Linked DNA regions of Mus musculus: all the other regions are linked to region 1. A link is a contact called in public HiChIP or PLAC-seq data. All regions are on one chromosome and are shown on one strand. The core of a region is the stretch at or near the end of the contact, and the rest is flanking DNA. Distances in the headings are between cores, read along the strand shown.

Region 1 (5,088 bases), core at 1,231-3,730:
CTCCTCCTCCCCCTTCTCCTCCTCCCCCTTCTCCTCCTCCCCCTCCTCAAAGTGCTCATCATCCCTTGACATTCTCCAAGGTACCCCAGCATAGGAACACAACAGGACTGTGGAGGCCACATCTTAACACATCCCAGATTATATCAATGATGTGCATCTGTGTATGTGTATATGCCTTGGTATAATCAGCACTGTAATAGTCACTGATATAAAACACAAATCCTGTAGTTGTATCATTAGTGGGCTGACAACCAGGTTCACAGCACAAACTCTGTACAAAAATGAGACTGTAGGCGGCCACAACACGACCTGTGTGCTTGTTATTTTCTTACGTTGGAGTAGAGATTTGGGTAGAAGAGGAAGCATTGCTGGTGGCGATATTTCCCCACCCACTCACTCGTCTGAGACAGTTCCCAGGATAGACCTAATTTTAGACTTAGAATATCTATTTTAGTCTTCGGTGGCTATCTATTTTCCATTTTTTTTTATCCAGAAGTGTAAACCTGATGTTGAAAATATGTGCCAGGTAGCAAAAAGTATCTAACTGTACTAATTAACATTTTACTATGTATGATTTTATAACTCTTTACTTCCTCTGAAATAGAGTAAGATCATAGTGAACGGATTATATAGAGGCACCCACACGTGTTGGCACCCGTGCTAAAATGCTTTACTGTTTTCAGGGCCAAGAATAAAAGTCACTATTTCCAGTAAATACTAGGTGTATGACACGGTGCTGAGTGATGTTTTATGAAATATTAGGTGCTGAATGAGGTTAAATTATACTTTATATAACATTACAGCAATTCGGTAAAGCAGATAACACGCTCTTCTTACTTAGAGATAAATATCATAAACAAATAGGTGCAAATCTAGAGAATGTAAAGTTTAAACTTAACTGACAATCTGTCTGATATAAAAAGGCTTATTTAACTGCACTGTGATAAGAAAAAAATTAATATTAAAGTCAGTATTTGTGCTGAACAGCTAGGAAAGAATTAACAATGATCAGAATACCTTATATGCACCATCAAAATGGGACCCAGAGGATGACACAGTGAAAGGCAGTAGTGTTTTCCTGCATTGTGTTTTGTAGGAGAGAAGATCTAGTCATGCTTTAAACTAGGTATGCAACCTGAGCCACCCTCCAACTTACAATGCTCCTCCTGCCACAGTCTTCCAAGTGATAGGGTTATAGCCATGTACTCTCACACCCCCAAAAACATTATCATTAAAAATGAAACAGTTAGCCAGGTACTCTACATAAGACACACATACACAATTGCATTCTGCTGTAAAGAAGAGTAAGTCACAACATTCACAGGAAATTAGATCAAATTATAATGTTCAATGAAATAAGCTAGCCTTGGGAAGATGTATATCACATGTTTTGTTCTTATGTGGAGCTGTAGCTCTCTCTCTCTCTGTGGTGTGTGTGTGTGTGTGTAACTTATAAAAGGCATAAAATAAAATGTGGCTGATGAGATGGAAGAAAGAACTCTAAGAGGAGAAGGGAAATAATAAAAGGCTAATGGACCGTATAAGGCATGAAAGCAGAAGGAATGGCTCTTAGGGGAGGAAGAGGGCCTGAAGGGGAGGAAAGGGGGCAGCGCTCTGGGGGAAGGACAAAGAACAATGCATACGTATAAAAATGTCCACAATCACACTCACCACTGTGAACGCTAACTAAAATGCTGGTAAAAGTGAAAATTGTTAGACGGTGACAGTACAAAAGGAAAATTTTCATTGTTTACAGGGAAAGGACACATAACGAGAAGCCTGAAGCATACTGGAATGAGGAGAGCAGCTTGGCTTGACTGCCCAGACCCTCTCAGAGAGAAAAATAGAAAAACAATAATAGAAAAACATAGAAAAAATTAAAAAATAGAAAAACAAGTTTGAATATGTCCTTATTAGTATTTTCAAGATTTCAAAACAAATAAAACGATGGCGTGTGTGTGTGTGTGTGTGTGTGTGTGTGTGTGTGTGTGTGTGTGGTGTTAGCTTAAACAAAAAATAAACAGAAAATGAGAGCTACATTGTGGGACATCTACCACCAAACTGTTATCAGTCTCATGAAGAGTATCAAATGTCTCCCCCAAGATTGCACCCAGTCCTCCAATCTCCCCAGAGCAGCGGATAATCAAAGCCAAGGTTGATAAATGCCCAACTAATTTTTTCTCATCTCTCAGTCATGAAAGTGCTGAACAGAAACACTTGGCGCGCTTTCAAAATCATTACAGTACAGGCATAATGGGAAAAGCAAGAGAGAGGCAGCTTTCCTCCGGAGAGGTTTTCGGTGTGCTGTTCGGCTGCTGTTTGCAAAAGCTAAAGGCTCGCTCGCAGCAGTGCCTCTACTGCCCTTGTGGTTTCTTCTCCTCGCACACTTCTGTTTTTCTCATTCTAAGTCTTTATAGGAAAGGAAGAGGCGCAGCTCATGCGGTTAAGCACAGAAGAGCTTCCAAATGGTGCAACCGGTTGCCATAGCACCAGCATAATCAGCCCTATCTCGGGGTAAAACCGCAACTTCTCTAGCTCATGTTGAAGCCGCCTGGCTGCACACTTTAACTGCTACGAAATACCGAATTTCAGGTTGACTTGACTTTGCTCTAGTGAAATCGTATTTCAACAACGAGGCTAACTTTGTATAATGATTGGTTTGATTTCAGAGGCACTTCCCTTTGCAAGGTAACTTACAAATGATACTTTAATGTCAAAATATTAAATCCCATCTTATATTTAAAAATACAAACAGGAATTGTGTAATGAAACTCGGACTGAACATATTACAATAAGAAAAGTCTAATAGAAAATGGAACATGTTCCTTTCCATTCAAGATTATGAAATGATCAAAGATAATCAGGCAGGATTTTTTTCCATATTTGTGAAGAATCCTCTGTTATAATGTACTAAAATAATACCTACCAGTAGGAAGTACAGTATCACCATCTTTGGGAGCCAATGAGCTAAACTACTTAAGTTGGATAACTTCCTAAATGTTACACCTGATAGTACCATGAAAGCAAGGCCTGAAGGAGAGATGCATGCTGGTCTTTCCTCTGCCTGGGCATATCAACGGACAGTCATTTGCCCTGTGTTGGAAACATTTTTCCATGGTGAGGATTTTTACTAACACTCTTACATGTTGATTACCTTATTGTTCCATGATAAAGAAAAATATGAAAATAGCCTGCCGATGTTCATAAACAATATTGGGGTTGTGAGATATCGCCTATTTAGTTGCTTAAGAAAAACTCATCTTGGGCCAGTTCTTCAGGCTTTCTGTCAGCAGAAAGGATATTGTCTGTCTGAAATAAAATAAGTAGCATGCTGAATCCTGACACCTGTTGTAATATTTCAGGCGGCCTGCATCTTACCTCGATTTCACTGATTTTCAACCTGTGGGTCATGACCGCTGGAGGAGTCTCATATCAGATATTCTACTTACCAGATATTTACATTACAATTGATAACAGTAGCAAAATTATAGCTATGAAGTAGTAACAGAAATCGTTTTTATGGTTGGGGGTCACGATACCATGAGGAACTGTATTAAAGGGGTCACAACATTAAGAAGCTTGAGAACCACTGATTTAAGTGTTACAAAAACCATCCTTCCTCCAGGAAGTCTATTCAAGGTCTGCCTGGGTCTAGGGCTGCAATTCAGTTGTACTAGCCCTTACCTAACATCAAGGAGGCCCTGAGATGAAGCCCCAGAAGAGCCAGAATCAGATGTAGTCGCTTCTTCCTATAACCCCAGTAATCAGGAAGTGGAAACAAAAGACTCAGAAGTTTCAGGCCATCCTCATACTTGGCTACACAGACAATGCAGGGCCTCAGGCGACGCTGTAAAAATTAAAAATCCCCAAACACCTACTTGGATCTAGATTTCCTACTCAGGGCTCCTAGACCTCCAATTCTCAGACATTCGTTTTATTTGTTCGTGGGTCTGAGACAGGGTCTCATGTAGCCTAAGCTTCATGGTTGCTTATGGTTATCAAACTCATTGTGCAGCCAAGATGACCTTCAATTTATAATCCTTCTTTCCCTGCTTCTGTCATGCTGGTGCTGGCATTACCAACACTCACCCCCATATTGGACTCCTGTGATGTTGGGAATCAAATGTAAAGCTTTATACGTGCTAGGCAAGCACACTACAAACTGAGCTACATTTGTCGCTCTGGAAGTCATTCATAAGGGTTGAGAGACTTTCCCTTTTACTAGGTGTCTATGCTACTTAAGTTTAGGCTCTAGATTAGCAGTGCTCAACCTGTGGGTGGCAACCCTTTGGAGATCGAACAATCCTTTCACAGGGGTAGCCTAAGACCATCGGGAAACAGGGATATTTACATTATAATTCATAACAGTAACAAAATTACAGTTATGAAGTAGCAACAGAAATAATCTTATGATGGGGGGTTACCTAACATGCGGATCTGTAATAAACGGTCATAGCCTTGTTTGATGAATGGCATTCCTCTTGGGTTATTAAATGAGAAAGGAAGACATAGGTGGCTTAAGTAATCTGTTTCATAACAGACTAAGCAACAGCACCAAACCTAAATCCCAGGTCATACAGAATCCAAAGAACCTGATTTCCACAAAACTCTATAATGTTTCACTTAGTAATAGAAGATCCTCAAGTTTGGAACAAAGTTCTTGAACTCCTGAAGTCTGAGGCCTGTTACTTCCTTGTTCTTGTCTGCCTTCTCAGGCATCCTCCCATACACACACACACACACACATACACACACACACACACACACACACACACACACACACACACACACATGGCAGCATCAACCAAACTCTAAAGAGTCCTGATATGTGTCTTTCCTATTAAAATATTTTCAGAAGCAACTTCTCAGTGTATGCCCAGGAGTGGTATTGCTGGGTCCTCAGGTAGTACTATGTCCACTCTTCTGAGGAACCACCAAACTGATTTCCAGAGTGGTTGTACCAGCTTTCAATCCCACCAGCAATGGAGGAGTGTTCCTCTTTCTCCACATCCTCGTCAGCATCTGCTATCACCTGAGTTTTTTTATCTTAGCCATTCTGATTTGTGTGAGGTGGAATATCAGGGTGTT
Region 2 (5,088 bases), core at 1,782-4,281, 970 kb after region 1:
AGTATAGCTACTTTCCTAAGGAAAAAAACGACTCATGTTTTCTTAGTGTAACAGGATTTGTGGTAGCCTCATAGCCAAAGGTCTAAATATTTTTCTGAATTCTGAGTTATATGTTAATTAAGTTTTCCAATTACATAGGAAGATGTACATTTATTTCATACCTAAAGGTAGAAGCTTGGAACTAAGTAGAAAATGCTATTTCCCAGAGCAGATATTACAAAGGGTTCAGAAGAGACACCGTCAGATTATAGATTATAAACTGCTAAAAGCTAATTAGCACCAAAGGGCAATGGTAACCAGTGTTGATTTACTGCAGTGATCTAAAGGCCAGTGAACACAGCAAGGCTCAATATAGTCAGTTTATATTAGATTAATTCACTTCTTTCTAAAATGGATTTTTAAAACAATTTCATTTGATAGACTATTTATTGAGCGTTAGTATCCACACATAGAAATCTTGAATTCACCTGTCCCTCAGCCCCTTGGAGCTGCTTAGATCTACTGACAATTGTGGCAAAATAGAACAAGGAAAGAAAAAAAATCTTTGTGATGTACTTGAAATAATACAGAAATAAACAAAGAAAAAATTATCATATTTCTTTCTGAGAAATTTTGACCCTTACATATTTATATGAAATTAGATAGGATGACCATTTACCATAACACTAACCAAGAGAAACACGATAAGATCCACACTGTGTATGCATGACAAGTTCTGTAGAAATCTGATTTACAAATTCAAAGAAGAGGTGAAATTGATTTAATGATATATTTTATTTAATTCCATGCTCAAAATAGTGTTTCACAAATATAGTGAACATAAAATATGTTGTGAGGTTACCTTGTGTGCAGAATAGTCTAGATATGAGGTCTCCTTTATACTTGGAGAAGATATGGACTTGGATAGGGAGGGACATTTATTTGCTCATGTGACTGATGGCTGCCATTTTGGGAATCATAATTATAGAGCAGGGACTTCCTTTTTCTCTTTTCTTTTCTGTATCCTGGATGTCTGCAAAGAGCTCCCAAGCATTCACCAGGTGACTGACTGTAGAAGTGAAGGCAGTGTCCTCCTTTGGTTGGGAAGGGCTTGGTGCTCTGACAAATTCTCCCGGATAGCTTGGGTAGTGATTGTACAGTCCAGGGCATGGTCAAGGAAAGACTGCAGTGTATGATGCTTGCAGTTTCCACGACTGCGTGCTGACGCTCCTATCAGTACTGTCACCTTGTTTCATGAAGAACTGAAATGTCAGTTTTACTGAACATTATAAATCGAGGAACTTTGTTTTGCAAAGATACAAGGGATGGCTTTTGTAAATACGTAGTTTTTCATTTTTTTTGTTTGTAGAAAATATGTTAAAAACTTAACTATTCATTTAGCTTTCATAATGTTCTTAACCACTGTAAGTAACTCCCTTGTATCATAATCTTTATGGGTAGAATAATTATTGAATCCATATTTTGATAATTGCCTCTATTTTTTCTTTAAATATAGAAAAATAACATTTCGAAGCAGAATAAAGGACTTTAAGTCTAACATGTGTTTGTGAACTGCATTATTGTTTTAATATGTGGATTACCTAAACTGAGGTTAGATTTGAAAATAAAAGCTTTCTCTGAAATGAATCAGGTTTAGCACTTTGTGACTAAATGAATTAAGCTCTAAACTTTCATCTGAATCTGTGGAGCTTGGATATAAATTGAAAAGATCACAGCTATGGGGAGAAGACCTATACCACAAAGGCCTTTCTGCATAGATTATGAATACCATAACTCGATAATTTTTCAAAACTATAGTTATAATTGGACCCAATGGGGGTCTGTTTCTTTGATGAGATCACAGTAACTGTGACTTTACACTCGAAAATGTCACTACTGTGAAGGTTTATCACCTGTAGAGCTGGTCTTCCCTCTGATGCTGTGTTCATTTCTCATTAGCATTATTCAAAGTTTAGTTGTTAATTAGGTTCACACTTCAATTACAATCAGCATCTACAAGAGTAGTCAGGACTACTTGAACAAAGAAATAAAAACATTCCCACTTGCATGTATGTAAAGGATAAGTGATATGATTGTATTACCTGGGAGTCTATACAGATAATATGCTGTGTTAGGAGAGTAATACAGTTAAATTTAACTAAATTTATTTTTTATTTCTATTAGAAATTAGACTTGGGATGCAACTTCACATTTTTCTTTATTTTTCATTCATTATTTTATTCATTTACATCCCAGATGCTGCCCCTGTCCCCCTCAGAGTTCTTCCCCCTCCTGCCTCCCCTTGACCACAGAGGATGGCCCCTACACTCTTCTGTTTAAAACATTGATAAGGAATGAATATGGAATTTTGTGTTTTCATGAGTAGAGACTTTCGTTTTTTATTTTGATTGACAATAGTTAGTGAAATGAATAAAAAGAGTAAACACCCTGAGTGTGAGCCCAATAAAAGTCAGTCCGTGGGCGTAGCTGCAGAGCACCTGAAGTTAGAAAGAAGATAGAGTTGGCAGGAAATATTGTAATAATTCAAAAGTTTTTCAAGGTTTGCAGATTCCCAGATAAACTATCTCTGTTTTCAAAACATTCGTATTTGTTCTGATCACTGATTAATGTATCAGTGATATAGAACTCCAGTCTAGCATGTGGTGGTAAGAAACAGGGGACACGGGGTTTGTGTCCCAAGTTTACCCCAGAGTAGCCAGTCGTGGAAACAAAGTAGTTCCTGCCATTTGCCCCAACTTCTTTTTATTTCTAAATGAGAGCATGAATGTTTTTCTTAGGAAAATGTGATGAAATTTAAATGAGACAATGTAAAACACTTTTATTACATAATTTTCTACTCATGATATGGTCTCTATAACTTTATCTCTTCTCTCTTGTCTTCTGTTAATGGTAAAAAGCGAAAATTACTTATGCAAATGATGCCTCCAAACTGAAAATAAAATTGTAAATGATCTTGCAGGACTCATAACAAATAACAACGCACCACAGAAACGAGCGCTCCTGAGCCAGCTTTATCTCCAAACAAGTAGACACACGTTATAATTGCTAAAAATCTGCAGAAAAGTGCCTCACAAGCAGTTTACTGTAAATAATTAAAGCTTATTTATGTCAAGAGGCCTTGGGAGAAAAAAGAGAGCATAAACCAATTTGCATTAGCACATTGCTATCCTCTCTCGCTCTTGTTTCAATTAACAGAGCAGCAGGTGCTCTGTGCAGCTAAAAAGATAAGCTATCTGGGAGGAGGATGGATTTTGGCTGACCTGCAGACATTGCGCTTTGCCTGCTGATTGGGTTCGTACCTCGCTGTACCAATTTCTGAGGTGTTAATTTAACTGTTCCTCTCTGCCATGCAGGTCTCGGCCTTGAAAAATAAGCTGAAGAAGCAGTCCACAGCTACGGGAGATGGAGTGGCTCGGGCCTTTCTGAGGGCTCAGGCGGCTTTGTTTGGCTCCTACCGAGATGCTCTGAGATACAAGCCTGTAAGCAATCCTTCATCACTGTTGTACCTGCTTTTCCACAGACCCTAGAATGAGGCAAGGAAAAGGAAACATCTTAGTGTCACAGCTGAGGGACTCGCCATGGCTCGCCTTTAAAACGGAAAACGTGCTTCAAAGATTATTTTTGCAGCAAGGCGTCAGCTCCCGCTAAAGCTCTTTTCACTGTCACTGGCTAAGGTTCCCCGTGATCTTTGCCTGTCATCAACTTAGATGTCTAGAAGTGGAATATTTACTTCTGAGTGAATTGATAATTTATGTTCAAGTTCTTAAAATCATTTACCTGATCTTAAAATCACCATGAAACTCAACAGATACTAGAACTTATTAACAGCTTAGTGAGGGCAGGGACAAAGCAGGAGGTAAGAAAATCCGCACTTTAAATCATGGCGATATTTGAATATTTAATGTCTTCCTGGTTCATAACACTTTCTGAAATGGCCTTGCCCATTTAGCATATCTTGTCACATCTCCCCTTTTATTTTAATTCCCTAAAATACTAAATTATATCCCAGAATTTAGCTGAGCTAGAATGGTACAAGTGAAGCCCACTTGTTTCTCTCTAAGGTTGCTAGGCTGACTGTATAAACGATCCTTAAAAGACCATTCTAGGACCAGATGCTTAAGAAGCTAATGTGGTTTTACATTTGTATTTTGTGTGCCACCGCATGCATGTGGAAGTTAGAGGACACCTTCAAGGTGTCATTTCTTCCCTTCCATTGTAGAAGTCCTGCACATATGGCCTCAGGTTCATGCATTTGGGGGCAAGCACCTTTCTCTGGTCCAAATGTGTACATTTTAAGGGTAAGACACATTGGATTAATAAAAAGTAACACAATGGCCTGCCATTGCTAGATTACTTTTAACCCTTGGTCTATAGCATGTTTGGAAGGTGAAAACTGTTGTGCCTTCCTGCTCTGTCTTCCACAGTTGATATGCAGACCTGTTGACCATAACCTGTCTTCTTAGTGGCTCTCATCATGTAGCTCTTGCGCTATTAGAGAATTTTTAGTGGATCAATATATCTACTTCCTGTCTGTCTATCTATCATCTCTATCTATCTATCTATCTATCTATCTATCTATCTATCTATCTATCTATCTATCTATCTACCTTCCTACTTACCTATGTATCATCTATATCTTATTTCTATATTTGTCACTATAACAAAATATCTGCCAAAATCAGTTATGAAAAGAAAAGGCCTATTTTGCATTGTAATTCAGGAGGTTTAAGTCTACGGTGGTCCTATATGCTCTTGGGAATCCGATGACAGGGATCATACTAGGGAGTAATAGTGCACACATATGACTGGGACATGATGAAGAGAAAGGAGGAAGGGGTTGCGTTCTGTATGTCCCAGTCAAGGGCATTCCTGAATGAACAGAAATCCTTCCGTTAGGTTTCCATGTCTTCCCACAGGCTTCCATTTTCTTCACAGACTAATGTCCATTCCTTTAATCTATAGGCCTTTGGGGAATGTCCAACCATATCACATATAGTCTTTCTAATGTATATACATTTGAAGATATTAAAGAATTTTAAATATTGTACCTCACTGCTTATATAATGTGGAAAATCTTAAAAATTCTAA
Region 3 (5,088 bases), core at 722-3,221, 850 kb after region 1:
CTTCTTTCTTCACCCTTCTCCACTTTTTTCTTCTACCTTTTCAATCCCCTACTACTATATAAGAGAGCAAAAAGGATAGAGAGGAATGGAAAGAGATTCCTGAATAAAGTCAGGGGTTTGGAAAGGAATAACATCATTAGACTACTTCCTGCTGATTGGTGGCTTCAAGTTTCTTGAGGCAAGTTGTTTATAACTTTCTTGGTTATGAAATTTAATTGGAGTCTTTGAAGTAAGATTTTGTTAAATTATTGATATACATCTTTTTTATGGGTAATATAATAAATTTCATGGAGCTTGTATTTGTCAAACTTAATTTGCTTAAGATTTTGTACATTATGTCTCAGTTGTAGTGTTTCTCAATTTTATTTATGGCTGCCATAGAAAATGCCAGTAGTTGTGTGGTACACCTGGGAAATAGGCCTGCAGTGACAGGGGGTCACTCTGCTGGGCAGGCCAGGGTTGCATGCTCCTTATGGTCTCAGTCTCCCCCGTTACTGACATACACTAGACATTTCCTTCCTGCCTTTGTGGTGAGAACCTACTTTTCCCATTGCTTTCATCGAGTGAAAGAGTGGCAGAACTCTACAGTGAGAATTGACTTGGAAGAATTTGGGCTAGAATTATGGCGTAATAAGCTTTTTGAGTCTAAGTATGTATGTATATATGCGTGTATGTATGTATGCATGTATGTATGTAAGTTTGCTTGTTTGTATTTGTTTATTGGTTTTTTTGAGGCAGATGTTCTTTGTGTAGCCTTGGCTGCACCACCTACCTCTGCTTCCCAAGTGCTGGGGTTAAAGGAGTGCACTACCACCACCCAGTGAGCCTTAGTTTTTAAAAAGTCTTTAAACTGAGAGCAATTAAAGCCCCTTTTCTTTTTGTCATAAAGCTGTGATAGCTGTGATGAGTAATAGAAATAGCAAATCGTACATGCGTGCGTGTACATGCGCGCGGGCACACACACACACGCACACTTTTTTTTTTTTTTTTTTTTTTTTTGAGACAGGGTTTCTCTGTGTAGCCCTAGCTGTCCTAGAACTCATTTTGTAGACCAGGCTGGCCTCGAATTCAGAAATCCGCCTGCCTCTGCCTCCCGAGTGCTGGGATTAAAGGCGTGTGCCACCACCACCTGGGACACACACACACACACACGTTTTAAACAGGAATTTTCATTATAATTTAAGCAGGCACATTCTTTTTAATATTCCCTTTCTGCACTGTATGCGTAGATACATTTTTAATATATATTGAGGTAATGACACAGTATACCAGTGAGGGCTTTTGATTTTAAATCTTGTACAGGGGAGAATTGTAGGATTTAACAATGACAATAAAAATTAAGAATTATAAGGATGCTTTGGCCTTGACATCAAAATCTACAAAGTAGGTAATTATATTAAGTTTGCTAATCATGATTGGCAAAACATTCTGTTTCTCAGTCATGTAGCTGCTTTCTTCGGGATAATCCTTCATTATTTAATAAAATAACTTTCTTCGGGATAATCCTTCATTATTTAATAAAATAACGTGTCTGATACCATTGGTGACAAGTTTTCTGGTTTTCCTAGATGTCTGTAGAGCTGTTGTGAAACCTGACAACTTGTCACAGAGCTGCTGGCCATGGTGAAAATGTGAATCAGGACATTTAAGTGTCTGCCACAGTTTTATACCAACTAGAGCCTGAAAGTTTTATTGTTGAGACCTCACTTTGCCTCATGTTCCTAGGTGGTATAGTGCAGTGGTTCTTGGGTGTCACCGTGAAGTCATCTGGTAAGATGGCTGGACAATATGCTGTGTATCTTTTTGGGACACTGCTTCTTGTCTACAAGTGTGAAAGAACAGCATGTTCTTTTTCTTGGAGACCTGTTGTTATTTCCTTAAGTGTAATTCAAGGAAGCACAGCCTCTGTCCCCAGAGGCTCTGCACTGCTGCTGGTGTGTAGGCCGCTCAATCCTGCTCACTTGGCTTTCGGTTTCCGTTTCTCCTCCTTGTCCACTTCCTCTGTTGATTCCATCTCCTCTTCCACGTTCTAGCTGGATGTATGTCATCTTCTGCCAGTGTGCGGGGAGGATGCATTGCACTGGTCACTTGTTCTTCCACCTTTAGTTAACTTCTGTTTTAACTGTCGTTCTGCCACTATAGGAGTGTGTCTGGTCTTCAATGACCAGCTCTGTCTCCAGACATTGAAAGCATTCTGTTTAACTTCTGTTCAAAGTCTCTGTGGCACATTGTTCCACTGGATGCTTGTTCATCTGCTGAACATACACAAAGGCCCCCCTTTCGATAACCATTTCAATTATACTAGTACACTGGCTTCACTGTGCTGCTTCTGTAGTGCTTAGCTGATGCTTGCTCCTGGCCACACTGCCGTTTTGCTGTAGTGCTTAGCTGATGTTTGCTCCTGGCCACACTGCCGTTTTGCTGTAGTGCTTAGCTGATGCTTGCTCCTGGCCACACTGCCGTTTTGCTTTTTGCTCATCCGCCCTTCACTCTCTGGAGTCCCCTTCCCTGTTCTCTAATATTTTCTCTCTTATTGTCAGATCATCTTTTAAAATGTCACATGATGTTAAAGGAATGTGTAGATAACCCTATGTCCAGCGACCAAAGAAGTGTGCAATTTAGTGAGATAGAAATAAATTTAGTGCTTACTAAATTAGATTTTTAAAAAGGCACCACATGGGACTGCTTCTCTCATAAAGACAGAATTCTTGAGAACCAAGTAATTACAACTAATAAACTAGTATACTCTGCTTTTGGGTGAGTGCACTTCCCTACTGTTACTGTGCTTGCTGAATACTGCCACTTCTTGTTTGAAGATTACCGAGAGGGTGATGGGAAGAGCTGCTCTGAATCAGCCAGGAAAACCATGGCATTACAGCTAGCCTTTTGTCTTTGTGTTTTACTACATAGCTTTTGGGGTCTCCAGATTTAAAAAAAAAAATCCCTTCAACTTTTTTAATGCTGGATAAGGGAGGAGGAGGAGGAGTGATGGAACATTTATTTCCCTATGACTCTCTTCCTTTCACTTTTGGCACGATTTTAATAAACACTCAACACTGACTAAGTGTTACACTGAAGGGCTATTTTATGTTTAGTATATGTATGCTGGCAACATTGCATCTAGTAGCTACAGAAGACCAGTTCTCCCTCTGGCTGTGACTGACAGCAGGAGGCACCCAGCCAGCTTCATTCCCACGGTCAATCTGTGCTGTGCTTCACGTTGCTTTTATTGCAGCTCTGATATAGTTATGGTGACTCATGCCGTCATGTATTTCTTTCTGTTTTATTAACGTTTATTAGATAGAGCAGCGAGGACAGAGTGTGGGTCCCAAGGGCAGGATGGAACACAAGAAGCAGTGCAAGCATCTCTTGCTTGGTGTGTGCCCTTGCTGCGGCTCCACTTGGGCATCTTGTTGTGGGCATCTTGAAAAAGTGGTCAGGCAGCAGGCACACAGTTCTCTCCATTAAAGAGGCACATGAGAACCTTCTGATTGGGAACTCATCCAGGCGCTTGGGCTCAAACATACGGTTCATAAGTGAGAAAATCCACAAAGGTGAGCTTTCCCCTTGTAAACTGTGGAATTTCCCCAGGAGTAACGACAACGTGTGTTTAAGTTGCGTAGGTAGCTATTCCTAGCACTGTGGCGTCAGACTTTCAGGCCCCTGCTGTAGCAGAGCCATACAAGTTGTGAATGGAAGTCCATGATTCGCTTTCTCCTGATGCCCACTCCTGTCTTTTCTTCTTTAGTGTCACCACACGTGTTGTGCTTACCAGTGAGGTAGCTCAAGACTGCATTACTCCAGGTGATCCTTATCTCATCTGTGAAGTTGAATGGTTAGGGAAATCCGGACCAAGCTTGAATTTCCTGTCCAGCCATTGACTCTGAAGGTAGTCAGGAGCATCCCCACACATGCCTATTTCTGCTCATAGCTGTCATCAGTGCACTCCAGGAGCATGCAGATGAGTGGCCAGCCCTAGGGTATTCCAGTAACCCAGAACCATAGATGGCCTATGACAACAGTTAAGGCGCAGGCTTTCTCTTATTCCTGGGTTATGGTATTGTCTGGCTGATTGGCTCCATGGAAGTCCCAGTTCTGCATTGCATTTATATTTGTGTGGTGTTCTGTTGTGGGAAATACTGAAAAACTGAACCGGCCAACTCTCAGTGGGCCAGGTCACACTGCTGTGCTCCTGGGGGAAGCCTCCTGCCGCCCTAATGGGATTGGACAGGGGAAATCCGACAACAGTGTTCTAGTAAATTCCTTAAGTCAAATTTTCAAATGCAATAACTAACGTTAGTGTAACGGAATTTCATATCCCTGGTGTGGTGCTGTGTTCTCTGAAGGCTTTTGGATGAGCATGTGCTAATGGATGGTAATGCTGGCCTTTTACTAATTTGCCCTCCAACTCCGAAAGTCAGATAGTTTTCTCTTTTGATATCCTGTATAATATCTCCCCCAATTTTTTAGTATGCTGCTCATATAGGTATATTACTACTACTAAAATTTACAAAATATCTTTCCTAATTATTTATTTGATTTTTATGTCAGTCATGTAATAGACATTAAAATGTTGAAGAAACTGGTGTATAAAGATGAAGTGACCACACATAGATAACTGGGAAACTTTAGTTCTAAGATTTATTCTAATTTTAACACACATAATTAAAAACGAGTAAACTATGAGTGGCCTAGACGAGTCACTTGATGGACTTTAAATAGAATGAACTTGTTCTTGCTGAGCTAGGTTGGCCATGAATACCTTATATTGCTGCTGTATGTCTATGTTGATCTGTGAGTGTAAACACTTCTAATTTAGGCTCATCATATACAATCCAAATGAATAAGAAGATAATAGGAAGGAACTAGAGGCCACTTTAAATGCCGTCCTATGAGAACATCATGGCTAATATCTTGTTATATCTTTATATAAATCTCTGGATTTATATATATATGAATATATATGTGCATCGGTATTTCACATTGTCGTAAATGGTCTCATCACTAACTGACAGTTTAGTTTAGACATCTTTGCAGTTCTGATTTGTATGTTTTGACATAGTGTCTCACTATGTGGCTCTGGCTGGC

Evidence for each region. HiChIP or PLAC-seq counts read pairs in DNA pulled down with a chosen protein or histone mark.
Region 2: a contact with region 1 is called in an H3K4me3 HiChIP or PLAC-seq map of embryonic basal ganglia, with 5 times the contacts expected there. The contact joins two enhancer-like sites. A contact is called at or near these places in 3 of 115 datasets of contacts at active chromatin or transcription factors (embryonic basal ganglia, embryonic limb bud and large pre-B cells).
Region 3: an H3K27ac HiChIP or PLAC-seq map of microglia shows a contact between it and region 1, with 5 times the contacts expected there. The contact joins two enhancer-like sites. A contact is called at or near these places in 1 of 484 Hi-C or Micro-C datasets (cortical neurons) and 3 of 115 datasets of contacts at active chromatin or transcription factors (large pre-B cells, microglia and pancreatic cancer cells).

Annotation. Positions count from the first base shown.
Region 1 is chr1:138,134,156-138,139,243 of GRCm38.p6, forward strand. All of the region lies in intron 1 of Ptprc (protein tyrosine phosphatase, receptor type, C), which reads right to left. Among named protein-coding and RNA genes, the nearest start is that of Ptprc, 38 kb to the right of the region's middle. Within about 2 kb of position 2,481, at least 201 of the 459 cell types and tissues checked have an H3K27ac peak or open chromatin away from gene starts, as enhancers often do. A contact at or near this core is called in cortical neurons, embryonic basal ganglia and microglia, where this site is marked.
Region 2 is chr1:139,098,615-139,103,702 of GRCm38.p6, forward strand. Dennd1b (DENN/MADD domain containing 1B) reads left to right here. Exons shown (of 22, transcript NM_001166501.1): 13 at 3,354-3,479. Among named protein-coding and RNA genes, the nearest start is that of Gm41960, 67 kb to the right of the region's middle. Within about 2 kb of position 3,032, at least 7 of the 459 cell types and tissues checked have an H3K27ac peak or open chromatin away from gene starts, as enhancers often do. A contact at or near this core is called in embryonic basal ganglia, where this site is marked.
Region 3 is chr1:138,980,475-138,985,562 of GRCm38.p6, forward strand. The region is part of intron 2 of Dennd1b (DENN/MADD domain containing 1B); the gene reads left to right. It also overlaps the pseudogene Gm18553. Among named protein-coding and RNA genes, the nearest start is that of 4930596I21Rik, 5.4 kb to the left of the region's middle. Within about 2 kb of position 1,972, at least 114 of the 459 cell types and tissues checked have an H3K27ac peak or open chromatin away from gene starts, as enhancers often do. A contact at or near this core is called in cortical neurons and microglia, where this site is marked.